Regions from separate parts of the Zea mays genome. Here regions 1 and 3 are each linked to region 2. The links are chromatin contacts, called in public Hi-C maps. All regions are on one chromosome and are shown on one strand. Each heading gives the region's core, a stretch centred on a gene start, on an enhancer-like site or on the middle of the called end of the contact. The rest is flanking DNA. Distances are from core to core; before and after follow the strand shown.

Region 1 (3,340 bases), core at 520-3,019, 170 kb before region 2:
AGAAACAAGCACCTTGGGTACCCAAACACAAGTCTTTGACCCCTTGTATTTACCCCCAACATATTTGACAACTACTTTGCCTGATTTGTTAGTGAGCACATAAGAAGCATCAAAAGTTTTAAAAGAAACATTAGGTTCATTTGATGCAATAGGAGATTTCTTTTTAGGCAATTTAACATGAGTGGATTGCCTAGAACTAGATGCCTCACTCTTATACATAAAAGCATGATGAGAGCCAGAGTGGGACTTCCTAGAATGAATTCTCCTAATCTTATGTTCGGGATAACCAACAAGATATAAAATATAGCCCTCGTTATCCTGAACCATGGGAGCTTTGCCTTTAACAAAGTTAGACAATTTCTTAGGGGCATTAAGCTTGACATTGTCTCTCTGTTGGAAGCCAATGTCATCCTTAATGCCAGAGCGTCTCCCACTATAGAGCATACTTCTAGCAAATTTAAAATTTTCATTTTCTAAGTTATGCTCATTAATTTTAGCACTTAGTTGAGCTATGTGATCATTTTGTTGTTTAATTAAAGCTAGGTGATCATGGATAGCATCAACATTAATGTCTCTACATCTAGTACAAATGGAAACATGGCTAACAGTAGATGTAGAGGGTTTGCAAGCATTTAATTCATCAATCTTAGCATGTAACATGGCATCCTCATTTCTAAGATTGGAAATAGAATCATTGCAAACATTTAAATCCTTAGCCTTAGCAATTAAATTATCATTCTCAATCTTAAGGCTAGAAAGTGATTTATTCAACTTGTCAATTTTAGAAGTCAAACTAGCATTATCTTTTTTGAGGTTGACAAGAGAATCATCACAAACATTTAACTTCTCAACCTTAGCAATTAATTTTGCATTCTCATTTCTAAGGTTGGAGATATTATCATGGCAAATGCTAAGATTGATGAGGTTGTCTGTCGATGGGCGCACCGGACAGTCTGGTGCGCCACCGGACACTGTCCGGTGCGCCAGCCACGTCACCCAACCGTTAGGGTTCTGATGGTTTCGACCTTTGGAGCTCTGACAGATTTGGGCACCGGACAGTCTGGTGCCGCACCGGACAGTCACTGTTCACTGTCCGGTGCGCCTTCTGGTGCTGCTCTGACTCTGCGCGCGCTGTACGCGCACTGTTCACGTTCACTGTTTACTTTTGTAGACGATCGTTGGCGCAATAGACGTTGCTCCGCATGGCACACCGGACAGTCCGTTGCTACACCAGACAGTCTGGTGAATTATAGCGGAGTGGCTCTCCAAAAACCCGAAGCTGAGCAGTTCAGAGTTGATCTCCCTGGCACACCGGACAGTCCGGTGCGCCAGACCAGGGCAGCCTTCGGTTGGTTTTGCTCCTTTCTTTTTGAACCCTAACTTTAACTTTTTATTGGTTTGTGTTGAACCTTTGGCACCTGTAGAACATGTAATCTAGAGCAAACTAGTTAGTCCAATTATTTGTGTTGGTCAATTCAACCACCAAAATCATTTAGGAAAAGGTTTGACCCTATTTCCCTTTCACTTAGCACTAACATTGATTTAGAGATGCCTGACGAGGTTGATAAATGTAGAAATGAAATTGAATTTTGTAGGGAGTTTTGTAAATTTAGAGATCTTATTTACATAACTGTTGAATAAGAGTTTTTCTAGAAAACTTTTTAAATTCATATTTAGAGAGTTGTTTATATAACTATTTGGAGATGCTTTTGCATAAGTTTATTTTTGTAAGTCAATTCTTGGCCCATGGGCCAAGCTCTGCAAACGTTAAAAAAATTAACTCTCTTCTCGGGAGAGCCCAACTAGACTCGCAGTCGCGTCCATGGCGATCTTGGTAGGCCTCGTCGCCGTCCTCTCCGCCCTCTTCGCCGCCGCGCTTCGGCGCCTCCTAATCTCTTGTCGCCACCCCGCATACGCCGCCGGTTTCTTCCACCCGTACACCAACGACGGCGGCGGAGGCGAGCGCGTGCTCTGGTGTGCGGTGCGCGCCGTGCAGGAGCTTTGCCCGGACCTCCCCTGCGCTGTCTACACCGGCGATGCCGATGCGGCGCCCGAGGCCCTCGCCGCACGCGCTCTCGACCGGTTCGGTGTCCGTCTCCTCCGCCCGCCGCAGGTACGGTGCTGCCTGATCAGTCGGGATTGCCTCCTTTGTAAGTAAAGAGAGAAAAAAATGGATCTCGCTGTTTGACGTCGTGCAAAGTTGCATCGGCTAAGTTGAAATGGCTGATGTTAATGCAGCTGATTAGTTGTGCCCTGTGATTTCAGTTGAGCATTGTGCCACTTTGGAAATCCGCTTCATATTAGGGCCTGCTTACTTATACTGACTCTCAATTCTGCATGATATTGCTCCAGAAAATCTGTTATCCAGCGATGGTGGAACACTCGTACTTTTCGCGTGGCTCCCTGTATTCCTTGGCACCTGCTGTTAGCTGTGTTAGGAGTTATGTTCTTGTAGTGGAATTATGCTGTACACTATTCTTGCTTCCTACTTGAACCTTTGGGGCTGTACAAGGTTTTAAAGTCGGCTAGTCGACTCTAGTCGCCTGAGCACCGAGAAGGTGATTAATCGTGATTAGTCGAGCCTAGTCGTCCTATAGTTGTACCAGGACTGCAATAAAGCAATACACTATAGCTGTAGCAGGACAGCAGTAAAACAATATACTATAGCTGTAGCAGAACAACAGACTTTGAAAGTCTGAACTGTGAACTCAGAAGAAGTCTAAACTGATTCACTCTGAAGAAGTCTAATGGAGGAGGTGGAATGGATTAGTGGAGGACGGACGCGCACTGGAGGGTGGACTCCGGTGGGGACCTGAAGCAGAGGCGAGCGTCGCACACTAGAGGGGATCGGCTCTAGCAGAGGCCTCTGCAGCAGCCGCGCACTAGAGCAGAGGGGGCACAACCGGAGCAGAGGGCCGCCGGAGCCGAGGGGGCGCAGCTGCGCGCTGGAGAAGGGACGACGGCTACTGTGGTACAGATAGGGCAACACAAGTTTTCTACTTTCTGCAAAGATGGTGGGCCGGCCCATAGAACAGAGAGCGAATTACTGGCCCAAAACAGATATAAGCTAGTCGGACATAACCCCTAATCGGGCGACTAATCGTGATTAGTCAGTGACTAGGACGACTAATCGCTTCCTAGTCACCCTAGTCGAGTCGAAGCCCCTAATCGTGCTTACTCCGGCGATAAGGCCGACTAATTGTGACTAATCGCGATTAGTCGGACGACTTTAAAACCGTGGGGCTGTATATCATTGCTTCCTGATTCACAACTGGTTGTTGTTATTGCTGGTGTAAATACATTCTATGGTACAAAAAATAGACAATGGTAGCCGGCAGTT
Region 2 (3,621 bases), core at 630-3,129:
ATCTCATTTTAGACTTATGAGGCCCCTTCATTCTATGATGATAAAAGGAATCACCACTGAAGGGAAGCAGATGCAGATGCCCCACAAGATTTTATATAACATATACGGTACTATTTTATTTGTTGACTCATCTCACACCCCGTTATACTCCAGGATACCACATGACAAGTAAAGCACGATTAAATCACTTCAACCATAGCATCTTTCCTTCTCAGTGACCCCTAACAGTAACAGAGTAAAAAACATGAGATCAAAAAGAGCAACAGAATCCTATTCATGCACATCACACAATAAGCATCGTTGTGCTATAAATCTGTTGGTAAGAAAGAGATACTGACCAATGCGCACACCACCAGGTGATAATGCACTGCTGTCACCAAAGACAGCATTTTTGTTCAGTGTAATGTTGCATAGGTCACATAGCATCTCAACTTTATTGCCTGCAATTTTGATAAACCAATTTTATAGCAAGTTTGTACAGCCTGCTAAGGGAAAGCCAAAGCATGCCATCGAATCCTGCTATGCTCCTCGCCAAAAAGGAAAACAAAAGAATCTTGCTATGCATACCAGTCAAGCCAAGAGGGCGCAGATCCCAGAGAACAAGGTGGTTCTCTGTTCCATCAGTAACCAACTTGTAGCCCTTACTCATCAAATGGTTACCAAGGGAAACTGTGTTTGCCTTGACCTGCTGGATATAGGCCTTGAATCCAGGTGACATGGCCTGTTTCAAGGCTACAGCTAGAGCAGCAATTTGGTGATTGTGAGGCCCCCCCTGGAGTGACGGGAACACAGCAAAGTTGATCTTGTCCTCGTAGTCATACAGAGCACCCTCAGGCTGGCCTTTTTTTGGAGGCTTTGGGCCCTTCCTGTAGAAAATCATACCAGACCTTGGCCCTCGAAGACTTTTGTGGGTCGTAGTGGTAACCACATCAGAGAACTCAAAAGGATCCAAAGCCTCCTATAGAAGAATGAAGGAATTAACATGGATGGTAAAGTAAAAGAATATACAGAATATGGGAGTCCAGCAGGATTTCTGTAGAAATTACAAAGTTTAACTTGAAAAATTCAAATTTCTGCATCCATAACTACCCTGGCCAATAGCATCATGTCATCACTTAGTTTGGATGCATGCATTTGGTGCTCTGTTTGTATGTTCATAAGTTGATCATTGACTATTGATCTGAGACACTCCACAAATTACTCTACAAGTCTACATCAATGCCGGTGAGAGATTACTAGATCACATGACTTCAGAATTGTCAATAGATTTGACAAACTTGGGCATGCCATCTCAATCTAAACAGCAGATTTTACTGCATTTCTTTTTGTTTGCTCCATAGGGAAAACTGTCCTAGTTTGTTTTTCCCCTTCTGCTCCAAAAACTCTTTCTTCGTGTGCAAATTCTATCTAGCTAAAGGAGTGACACCAGTTGATGGCACAATCAGGATGATCGATCACCTCACTTGGAGAAATAGTGCTTGCCTTACATAGAAAAGCTACAACTTTTGTATCGACTACTCAGATAAACACAACTGACGATAGAAAGTAAAACGTTTATATTCATAAACAATCGGCAATTGAAACGCATATAGAGTATAGTTTAAATACGCAGCAACAAAGACAATTAGTTACCTGCGCAGCAACGAGACCACTGATATGAGCCATGTCGCAGAGCAACATGGCCCCGCACTTGTCTGCGATGGCCCTGAACCTGGCGTAATCCCACTCCCGAGGGCACGCACTACCGCCACAGATGATAAGCTTGGGGCGGAAATCCATGGCCTTTTCCTCCAGCTTATCGTAGTCGACGTACCCGGTGTCGGAGCTCACCTTATACGGCAGGCTCTGGAAGTAGATGGAGGTTGCAGAAATCTTCTTGCCACTCGCCGTGTAGTACCCGTGGGTGAGGTGGCCCCCGGACGGCAGGTCGAGCCCCATGATCCTGTCGTTCGGCTGGAGCAGCCCCGTGTAAGCCGCGAAATTGGCGGGGGACCCCGAGTAGGGCTGCACGTTGACGCCCCAGCGGGCGGGGTCGAGGTGGAAGGCGGCGAGCGCGCGGGTCCGGCAGAGCTCCTCGATTTCGTCGATGACCTCGTTGCCGCCGTAGTAGCGCGCCCCCGGCATGCCCTCCGAGTACTTGTTGGTGAGCGGGGAGCCCAGCGCCTCCATGACAGCGAGCGAGGTGAAGTTCTCCGAGGCGATGAGCTCGATACCCGCTCGCTGCCGCCGCTTCTCGCGCTCGATTAGGTCGTACACCTCCGGGTCGACCTCGGCCAGCGGCCTCAGCCCCCACTCCTCCACGTTGTCCATAGCTGCGGCCGCGGGCGCCGCCGTAGTGGAGACCGCGGTGGCGGCGGAGAGGAGCGCGGGCCGGGCGGCGACGGCGCGGAGGAGCGGGGCGTGGAGAAGGGAGTAAGAGGGTTTAGTGTAGGCATGCTTGAAGAGAGCCCTGGAGACGGTGGCGGCGGAGGTTGCGGCCGCGGCGGGGCTGGCGAGGTGGTGCGAGGCCATTGCGGCAACACACGCACGCACGGTGTTCGGTAGATTGCCGCCGCCACGGATGGCGGCGCTACGGAGCAGAGGAGGTGACGGGGACAGGGGCTGGACCGCGGGCTGGAGTGAGGGCGGGTTATATGGCAAGCCGCCATTTAAGGGTCGGTGTCGTGGTTACTCGGGCGCCGCTAGCTTTTTCCACCCGTTGATTCCGCTCCGCGGCTATCGTTTTATTTTATTTTTGTTATTAGTTTTATATAAACTGTATCGTATATCAAATGTACCTGCGTGTCTCCGTTTAAAAAATGTTAATACGATAATTACTAGATGAGACTAAAAATCAATTTAATTAGTTATAATTAACTAGTTAATTAGCTACATGCCCTTCTTTCACTATCGACTTTCTAACATCCAAATAGCTAGGTTCTTTGACATTCTATTTGGCACCAGATTCTTCGTCCTGGTTCTTAGGCTTGTTTTCTTCCGGCGAATTTTCATTCTACATAACTTGGATTGGACTATCGGCGGCTTCTTCCACATGGTCCTTCTCGACAGCGCGGTTAACATCGTCTCCATAGGGAGAGTCAGAATATATGGTATAGGAACTAAAGCGCTCATTTAGATGTGAGCCATATAAAACAACAAAGGAAGCTTCACAGATGGCGCTGAGGGCGGTAACTTGTAGGCACAAGTGAGGAATACCGCTGGTGCAGCACTCCTCACCTCCTTGCTCCTTATATACGCGTAGCGGCTCACAAATCGAGAGTCTAGCACAAAAGGCACTCATTGTCATCCTAGTCCAATAATATAGATACATTTTTGCATATAGATACACCATGATGCAGATTTGAAGACATACATGGGAGAAGATAATATTGGGTCAAGGACACAACTCCACTTTAGGGCTTGTTCGTTTCACCGTCAATCCATGTGGATTGGGTTGTATTGAGTCGGTTTAAATCCATAACAAGTCAAAATCCATTCCAATCCATCCCAATACACACCAATCCACATGGAATTGAAATAACCGAACAAGCCCTTAAGTGGGGTGATAAGGACATTACTCCTTTGAATTCACATTATGGTCCTCCAAACATTATACAAGGTCCATTGACCAGAGCTGAAATG
Region 3 (3,452 bases), core at 612-3,111, 140 kb before region 2:
CCCGGGCAAGCTGAGCTCTGGCTCCGCCGGTGATCCTGAGTACATAACCTTTGTTAAGACATGTCTTGGCAAGCAATTTCTCATATCTAATCTTGGTCCTCTTTGTTATTTTCTTGGAATAGAGTTTTCCTCTTCATTGAGGATTTTTATCTGTCTCAAGAGAAGTACATACATGGTCTTCTTGATCAGGCTTCTAATACTAATCAACGGACAATTAAGACTCCTATGGAACTCAATGTTCACCTTCGTGGCATGGATGGTGAGCCTCTTGAGGATCATACTAGTTATCGACACATTGTAGATTTGTAGGGAGTCTTATTTACCTTGGTGTCACTCGTCCAGACAATTCGTATTTTGTATATATTCTGAGTAAGTTTGCTTCTGCTCCCACTCAGCTCCAATATCTAGATGCCTATTGTTTTCAAGCTCTATCTCTTTATAGTTGTAGGCTTATTGTGATGCTACCAGAGCTAGTGATTCCTCTGATCATCGATCTCTTTCTACATATTGTGTTTTTATTGGTGTTTCCCTCACTGCTTGGAACACTAAGAAGTATGTAGCAATTTCTCCTTCGAGTGCAGAGGCTGAGTTGCGTGTTATAGCTCTTGTTTTCTGGAATACGCAGGAGAGCTGCACATCTTTGTATTAATAGAAGAAGAAGAAAGGGGGAGAGAACCCCATTACACCACACACATTACACCCCAACACTAGAAACTAACTAATGGTCAATGAGTCTTGTGACTATAGAGGTTACTTGGTTAATGGTGGTTGCTTGAGGATTTTGGTATTTCTGTTAGTACGCTAACTCCTTTTGTATGAGGGTACATGTGCTATTAGTATTGATCGTGATCCGGTCAAGGACGTGTTTACTAAGCATATAGGTGTTGATGCCTATTACACACGTGCAAGGTTTGGGATGATATTGATCTTTGTTACGTGCCTTCAGAGCCTCAATTGGCCAATTGGCCGGTTTCTTCGCGGAGGCGCAGTGGTGGCGGAAGGCCGATTTTGAAACATTAAGTGCTTGTTTGGAAGCAAGGAGAATAGATGGGATTGCAGGGGCTAAAATCCCCTCACTATTCATTCCATTTCCCTTGCTCATGCCCTAACTAACCGGACAAAACCCCTCTAAAAACCCCCAAATGTGCATCGAATTAAGAAGAAGTTGGAAGTCCTCACTTGCTGGAACCGTCCTGGACGTTGGAGATGCTGAATAGATCGATGGATTTGTTAGGCAGGTCGGTGAAGTCGATCTCCCGCAGCTGGTCACCGAGGAAGTTCACCGGCAGGAGCACGCCGACCCCGAGCACCGCGGCCGCCGCGAACACCCTGATGCTGCACCACCCGAGTAGCGTACGCGCACTCCAATGAGCAAGGGAACGGACCCAATTGGGGGAAAAGGGCAGCAAAGGGGGAGGACGTAGGAATAGAGGGGGTGCGGCGGGCGCGGGAGGGGCCGACCAACCTGAATACGAAGATGCGGATGAAGACGACGCCATCGAGCCCCGCGGCGGCGTGGATGTCCTCCTCGGCACGGCGCCACGCCGCAGCGAGCCACGGCTCGAGCGGCGCGTAGGGCCGGCGCGGGGAGTACACCTCGACGTACGGTGGCCTGCGACGGAGCAACGAGTAGGCCGCGGCGAGGAGCACGGTGAGGGCCAGGTTGATCCCCACCGACGTCGTGAGCGCCGACAGGATCATCGCGCCGGCGGGCAGAAGAAGCTCCCTGAAAACTCCACCGGCGAGGCGGGACCCGCTGGTCAGTGGTGGAAGAAGCAAAGCTGCCGCCGCGCACGGTGAGTGAGAAAGACAAGAACGAGATCGCGGTTGGGATGGAAAATTGTTGTGGTGGGTACGGTGGGTCCCAGATGTCAGTTAAGCACGTGGCAGGCGGGTTGTGACTGTGAGCCTGTGACGTGGTGGTCGGTGGTCGGCACAGGTTTATCGCGAAGCGAGACGTGTGCGATTGTGGGACCCGTTTTACGTGACGTGTGTAACGTGTGTATATATATGGGAGGTACTCCTACGTGCAAATATATGTTTTGTGCAATCAACCAATACGTGTCATTAAATATAAATCATGCGATGACAATATTTTATGGATAATTTCTTGTTTTATTGTATGTAGTACAAAGTCTCGTTACGATATTTGTAATCGAAAATGGAGATTGCTTGTTTACAATATTTAAAGATTAGACAATCCAAAATGGGATGTTCCTTTTTACAATATTTGAACTTAAAATTATACAAAGAATGTCAGTATCTATGATATAAAATAAGTGTTATTAGATTAATAATAAGTTATAATTTTGTAGTAAATTTTATTAGAGACACAAATGATGATAAAATTTATTATATATTTCATCAAAATTTAACTCTTCTGATTATATATGAAGATCGAATCAGGCGACCGTACAGAGGGTCTCAAGTAATGTTGGCTTATTTTCCAATGCTACCTCTAACCGTTCAAAACTCCAAAAGGCATAAAAGAGGTATTTAAGCATCAACTAGTAGATGGATATTCTCGACGATGACCGAAAAACATAGTGAAACTCTTAAAACAGTCATCAATGAGTTTGCGGATAAAACTATCTCAAATCAGGAAATCGAGCTCTTTATCTTCAATTGGGATAAAGAAAATGCTCAAACCAAAAATATATTTCGAAAAAAATACTAATGCATACATGAGTCCAATGAAACAAACAGATCACATAACGAACTTCAAGAAGTCTGAAGCGACCCTAAAAAAAGTGTCCCACCCAGATTGGCTCGACAATATTACTCCACAAGTGGTGTTGCTACACCATGGCACTTCTAGGCATCGCCCGACACTACTGCTCTTCAAGGGGTAGTGCTTGGCCAGTTTTCAACAACCCGAATCAAGGTTCTAAAATGCAAAATATATGCAAACTAAGTCCGATTGAGCTAAAATTATGCACACACCTTCATAAGGTTGTCCCAGATTTCCACAAAAATTGAGCTAAAAATATTCAAATTTCAAAGTCAGATAAAAATATGAATTTGAATCAACTCTTTTTTTCTCAAAATGACACAAAGGATTAGAAATTCATGCTCTAGGTGGACCGGTCTATACCATTGGTGGAAATGATCCTAAGAGGTCCTAGAATGTTTCTATACATCCCAAATGATCCCAAGAACTTATATTTATAAAATCTCATTAAAGATCAAAATGAAGAGCTTGGGAAGAGCTTCAAGCCATCAAAAGATACATATAGAGATAGCTCAGAGATATACCACTAAGGTCACGGTGTGGTTAAGGCCATACTTCCCAATTCATAATTAAGAAGATAAGTGTCAAGAATAAGAGCACCTATGAATCTCCTAACAAAAGTAGAGAGCAAAAACCAAAAGCTAGAGAGATAACTAGTTGGTGCAATTCTTCCTCCTTATTTATAGAGTTTTTTCACATTCATAAACTACATCTTGATACA

What was found. Hi-C and Micro-C count contacts between places; a contact is called where the count stands out from the background.
Region 1: a Hi-C map of leaf shows a contact between it and region 2, with 4 times the contacts expected there. The contact joins the promoter of LOC100274516 here to the promoter of LOC100381786 in region 2. A contact is called at or near these places in 3 of 25 Hi-C or Micro-C datasets (endosperm, leaf and tassel).
Region 3: a Hi-C map of leaf shows a contact between it and region 2, with 4 times the contacts expected there. The contact joins the promoter of LOC103640492 here to the promoter of LOC100381786 in region 2. A contact is called at or near these places in 4 of 25 Hi-C or Micro-C datasets (bundle sheath, leaf and tassel).

Annotation. Positions count from the first base shown.
Region 1 is chr1:166,303,581-166,306,920 of Zm-B73-REFERENCE-NAM-5.0, reverse strand. It overlaps LOC100274516, which reads left to right and starts at 1,769. Exons shown (of 7, transcript NM_001148873.2): 1 at 1,769-2,113. The coding sequence starts at 1,823.
Region 2 is chr1:166,137,301-166,140,921 of Zm-B73-REFERENCE-NAM-5.0, reverse strand. It overlaps LOC100381786, which reads right to left and starts at 1,879. Exons shown (of 4, transcript NM_001174585.1): 1 at 1,633-1,879; 2 at 568-958; 3 at 339-440. The coding sequence starts at 1,779.
Region 3 is chr1:166,278,302-166,281,753 of Zm-B73-REFERENCE-NAM-5.0, reverse strand. It overlaps LOC103640492 (CSC1-like protein HYP1), which reads right to left and starts at 1,861. Exons shown (of 10, transcript XM_008663133.4): 1 at 1,466-1,861; 2 at 1,180-1,335. The coding sequence starts at 1,701.